Linked DNA regions of Ovis aries: region 2 is linked to region 1. The links are chromatin contacts, called in public Hi-C maps. All regions are on one chromosome and are shown on one strand. The core of a region is the stretch at or near the end of the contact, and the rest is flanking DNA. Distances in the headings are between cores, read along the strand shown.

Region 1 (2,700 bases), core at 176-2,675:
CAGCCACTCCACACAACTGGACAACATGCCCAGCACCCTGGTCATCCCACTGCTCATCGTTGTTGAGCCTGTAAACCTTCACTGGCCACCAGGTGGCCTTTGCCAGGCAAAGGCCTTGCTGGAATCCACGGGAAAGGGGTGTGGGGAAGCCTGGAGTCGAGGTTGGAGGCAGCCAGGAGCGGAGGGCTTCTCGGCCCAGCTGCTGCTGGCCGCCGTGGGCTCCTTTGGCTGTCTGCATGGCCGGCTGCCGGCCAGGCTCTGGTCCCCGCTCTGGTCTCCGCCTTTCCTCTCCTCTGGCTCCTCGGCTTTATTGTCCAGGCCCAGGAAGCCCAGCCACCGAGAGAGGGGTGAGCAGTGCTTCCCAGCCTTTCATGGTTCTGCCACAGGAATTTGGGGGCTCCCGCCTCCGCCACAGTCTCTGTGAAGCTGCTTCCTTGCCATAAGTCCCCTCCTCAGGCCCTACCACTCTACTTATAATTTTTACTGAATATTTTAACAGCTTTATTGTGGTATAATTTACATACAATAAACTGCACAAATTTAAAGTGTATAACTTGATAACCTTCAACATGTATATTCACCAGTGACACTATTACCACAGTCGAGATAATGAACGTATATGTCACCTGAGAAGTTTCCTTATGTCCCTTTATAATCACTTTCTTCTCTCCTGACCTCAACAACCATTCCCAGGCAACCACTGATGTGTTTTCTGTCAGTGTAGATTATTTTAAAATTTCTAGATTATATAAATACAATGTTTTTTTCTGACTTTTTTCAATATAATTAAGATTTATCCATTTTGTAGCTGTATCAATAATTTGTGGGTTTGTTTCTCTGAGTAGTTAATCTTTTTAAAGTTAAATCTTTAACTTTTTAAGTTAAATTAAAAATTTTTTAATCTTTAAATTTTTAAAGACTTTTTTTAAAGTAAAAGAGAAGCGTAGATAAGACATACACCTCAAACATACTGAAAAGTTGTCATTCAAAAATGTTACTTAAATTTTTAAAATAGAAAGAATTGGCCTTACCTCAGAGTCCCACTTCCGGTCGCCACCACATACGTTTGGTGGAAGTTTTAAAATATGACTAAAGTTTTGAAAAGATGTATTATTTCTCACTCATAAAAGCAACATATGATCATTGAAACGTCTTAAAGAAAGTCCAGCGGGTGGAAAACTGAGCCACCTTCCACAAGCCCACACCTCAGGTGACTGCGCTCTGCGACGCTGGGCTCGCGGCTGGTGCCCAGATGTCCGACGCCGGGCTCAGTCCCAGCTCCCAGAGAACCGTTGTTCCCGCAGTTTCAGCTCCCCGTCGCCAGGTGGTGCTGCGAAGCCGAGCCCACTAGAGGGGAGGCGTAGCCGCGCGAGGGAGCACGTGACCCGCGCCTAGGTTTGAGCGCCTGGGTCACGTGACGGGCCCGGAAGCGGCTGCTTGGGCAGCGGAGGGTGGGGATGGCTAGGGCTTCGAGCTGAGGCAGGAACTGGTGGACTGGTGGGCTGCTGCACCGAAGTGGGAGCCAGAGCTGGAGTCGGAACCCGAGCGGTAAGTCTGGGGCTGGCGGCGGGTGGTCGCCTTCTGCTGGACCCAAGTCGCCTTCCTCCGGGTTCAGCAGATGCTCCGGGTCTGGCGCCGACCGGCCTGGGCTGCGAGTCCTGGTCTCCTCGGCTCTCCGGTGGCAGCTGCGGTGCGTTGTGGGCTCCCCTCCAGGATGAGAGGTGTTCTTCGCGCTGTCTCCTTTGACCTCCCCATCCTTTTTGACAGGTGTGGGAATAGGTCCAGAGATGGGAAGGATCACCGAAACGACTAGCTAGGGCTTCTGCTGCGCTTCCTACAATGGTCCAGACATCGTGGGGAGGTGACCCGGCAGTTGCGGGAGCCCTGCTGGGAGATGGCTGATAGCCGGTCTTTGGGTCATAGGATGCCGGAACTACCAGGACTCTGGGAAATTACCTTTTGCAATCACTTTCTAGAGCTGTTGAGGAAATCGAGGTCCAAGAAAAAGTAGGGGTTGCCTAAGGTCATCCGGTGAGTTAGTCGCAGCCTTGCGACTAGAATCCAAGTCTCCGTGAACCCCAGCGGCTCTTTGCTTTTCACCAGACTGCCTCCTGCAGAAAATTTGACAGGTTGGAAAAAAAAAAAACCAACAACACCCTTTTCCTACGTTCGTTCTTATCCCCTTTTCAGCTTTGCATTCTCAATTGCCGCTAGATCGGCTTGGCTCTGGGTGTGGTTCCCTCATTCACTGTTCCCCGATTTTTCTGCAAACTCATCATTCTGTAGGTTTTGTTTTTAAGCATTCTGCAATTTTGTGTAAGTCATCCCAAAATATGAAATACGAAGCAGAGTATGATGCTCTTGGGAGGGTAGGCGGCGCCCAGCTGAGGTTATGGAGAATGCTAGCATTAACTTGAAGAATGTCAAGACCTTTGCTTTGTTTTTAATGTAGCTTGTCAGATTTGAGGAATGCTGGTTATTCCGATGAATGTTTTGCAGTAATTTGAGGCTTGCTGAAAGAAGATAGCTTGGTATAATGGAAAGAACTGAGATTGGGAAATTAGGAGATTTTGTTCTAGTTCTGACACTTGCTTTGCAACCCGGGATGACTTTCATCCTTACTTGGGTTTAGGTTTCCCAGTCTGTACAGTGATGGGGTGGAATCCCTAAGGTCTCCTTCTGCTCTGACATTGTCTGTAT
Region 2 (2,700 bases), core at 150-2,649, 210 kb after region 1:
ATTTATTTGTCTGTTCTGGGTCTTAGTTGTAGAACATGGGATCTCTAGTTGCAGCATGTGGGATCTAGTTTTCTGACCAGGTATAGAACCCAGGCCCCCTGCATTGGGAGCACAGAGTCTTAGCCACTGGGCTACCAGGAAGTCCTTGATCACTGACTTTTAAGGAACAATATCGTATATAATTTCTTTAATCACAAAGCCCCCAGGGGGGTTGGGGGAGGATTGATTCATGTATATGTATGGCTGAATCCCTTCACTGTTCGCCTGAAATTACCACAACACTGTTAATCAGCTATATCCCAATACAAAATAAAAAGTTTAAAGTTAAAAAAAAAAAAAGCCCCCAGAGAGCTAAAATAGAATTTGATTTCTTAAAATGCAATTATGCTGAAGCTGAAGGACGTCTCAGATTCATCAGCTGAAATGCTGCCTTCCATGCCTGCCAGTGCAGACACACCACAGGGACGACCTTTACCCTTGTTTCTCAGTTCAGTGAATACCCCAGCCCTTCCCAGCTGCCATTCATGCAATCCCCTTGCCCTCTCTGGGCCTCAGTTTCTCCATCTGTAACAGGGGTTGGGGAGAGTGAACAACCATGGTGATTCAGGTTCCATCCAGCTCCAGGTTTTTTTTTTTATCAGGGTCTCATACTGTGTGCTCAGCTCTGAACTGCAGAGAGATGTCAGGCATTGGTAAGCAGTGGTGACACGGGGCTGCCTGTGCAAAATGCCGGGTGAAGAAAACAGCTACGGGTGCTCAGAGGGAAGAGAGCTGCTGTAGACTTTAGCTGAGCCTTTAATAACAACTAGGCTTTGAATAGGGAGAGAAGGAAAAATTTCATGTGCTTCAGGAGCCGCTTAGTTCTCAGACTAAGCTCTGGCAGCAGGTCCTGGCTTCATCTCCCTCCCTGGAGCAGCCAAGGATGAATGGAACCAACCAGGGGATGCTCAGGTCCACTTCTACTGGTGATATTATTTGTTCCATTCAGTTTCTTGTAGGTGTTTCCAGTTGCTGACTGCAGGGAGCGGGGTGTGGTCAGTCCTGAGCTCTCTAGCTAGAATATCAAAGTCTTGCTGACCTTGCTTGTTTTCTGCCCATTCCAGCTGTCCAAGCAGTCACAGAGAGCCCCCTGTGTCCTCCCCACCCCACCCTCCAGGAGGGCAGGAATGAAGAGGAGCTTCAGTGTGTGGTTCAGGCCCCCAGGAGGCACCTCTGATGGGAGGGATCTGGGAGGGAACCGTCTTGTTCCTTCACCGCAGGGGGTGCTGGGCAGGGTGGCACAGCAGCAGGGGGTGGCCCTCTCCCCTCCTCAGCTTTCTAAACGCCATCTGTTCCCAAACCCATGCTTGCCTTCCACTACACCCGAGCCGCCCGTGCGACTGGTTATCCGCAGTACAAATACCTCTTTGTTTGCGGCTTTGTGTTTGTTTGTTGGCATTTGAACAGTTCTCTGTGGTTCAGGTTTGAGGCCAGCATGAGACAAAATGAGATTGGCAAAGGTGGGCATGGGTGCCACACCTCTTTTCCACCCTCCTGCCCCCAAGTCTAGCCCCCCCAGCTCCCCTTTATATTAATAACAAACACCACCAGCACCTTTGGAATTTCCTCCTCCCTCAGGGTCTCATTCTTTGCTGTTTCATATGGCCTATCTCAGAAACAAATCTCTTCAAAGGGATGAAATTTTGATAAAGTATTTCTGTTTTAATAGGAATCTTCAGGAGACACAATGCCCAGGCATTGTGACAGGTTTCTCACGGCAGATCAGGCTGCCCCTCAAATACAATCCCCCCTCTGTTCTTTGTCTAAGCAAAGAATACCAGGGTACACTGGCCCAACAAGAAGAGGGCCTGAGCTCCTAGCCTCAGTTCAGCCATTAATATCGATTTCTTCTACCCCTTCAGAAGAGCCTCAGTTTTCCCATCATTACGGCAAAGGGGTTGGATGGAATGGTTACCCCCAGCCCCACCATTTACAAGCTTGTGTGAGAGGGAGAAACTGATGTGCTGACCAACCCCACCCCCCGAAAAAAAGTTCTCTGCTTTTTAAGAACTGCTCATGAAACTAGGAGACACTAATATTTCTGTAATTCTAACACGCATGGCTTTTCTGCTACTTGGGGTGGTTTTCCCCAAGCCATAGCACTTTAAGTCTTCCCTATTGACTCAGTGGTTAAGTATCTGCCTGCAGTGCAGAAGACTCCGGTTCAGTCCCTGGGTTGGGAGGATCCCCTGGAGAAGGATATGAACAACCCACTCTAATATTCTTGCCTGGGAAATCCCATGGACAGAGGAGCCTGGTGGGCTACAATCCATGGGGTCGCAAAAGAGTTGGACACGACTGAACGACTAAACAGCAACGACAACATAACGCTTCACAGCTTCCATGCTGCTGTCACTGCCCTGACTCAGTGCAATGCTTGTTCTGTAAAAAAAATTAATAAATAGAAACCTCAGTTAAATAAACTTGAGAGACCTGAAGGAGGAGCTCTCACGCCATGCAATGATAACAGAGCCCAACAGGAAGAAGAAAGACTCCCGGCAAGGATTCAGCCAGCGAAAAGCCATAGACTCTGGGAACCCTCCCACCTTCCTTTTCCCTCTATAAAAGAGTTCTCCTTCCCTTGCCATGCTGGGACTTGCATGTGGCTTGCCAGAGTCGCAGATCCCAAATTGCAATTCTTTGCTGATCCCAAAATAAACT

What was found. Hi-C and Micro-C count contacts between places; a contact is called where the count stands out from the background.
Region 2: a Hi-C map of hypothalamus shows a contact between it and region 1, with 5 times the contacts expected there. The contact joins the enhancer-like site here to the promoter of SLC36A1 in region 1. A contact is called at or near these places in 2 of 16 Hi-C or Micro-C datasets (hypothalamus and tail adipose tissue).

What each region holds. Positions count from the first base shown.
Region 1 is chr5:60,419,532-60,422,231 of ARS-UI_Ramb_v3.0, forward strand. It overlaps SLC36A1 (solute carrier family 36 member 1), which reads left to right and starts at 1,426. Exons shown (of 13, transcript XR_009600704.1): 1 at 1,426-1,548. It overlaps SLC36A2 (solute carrier family 36 member 2), which reads right to left and starts at 1,261. Exons shown (of 13, transcript XM_027970428.3): 1 at 1,032-1,261.
Region 2 is chr5:60,628,397-60,631,096 of ARS-UI_Ramb_v3.0, forward strand. No RefSeq gene overlaps it. Among named protein-coding and RNA genes, the nearest start is that of SPARC, 33 kb to the right of the region's middle. Within about 2 kb of position 1,400, at least 8 of the 54 cell types and tissues checked have an H3K27ac peak or open chromatin away from gene starts, as enhancers often do. A contact at or near this core is called in hypothalamus, where this site is marked.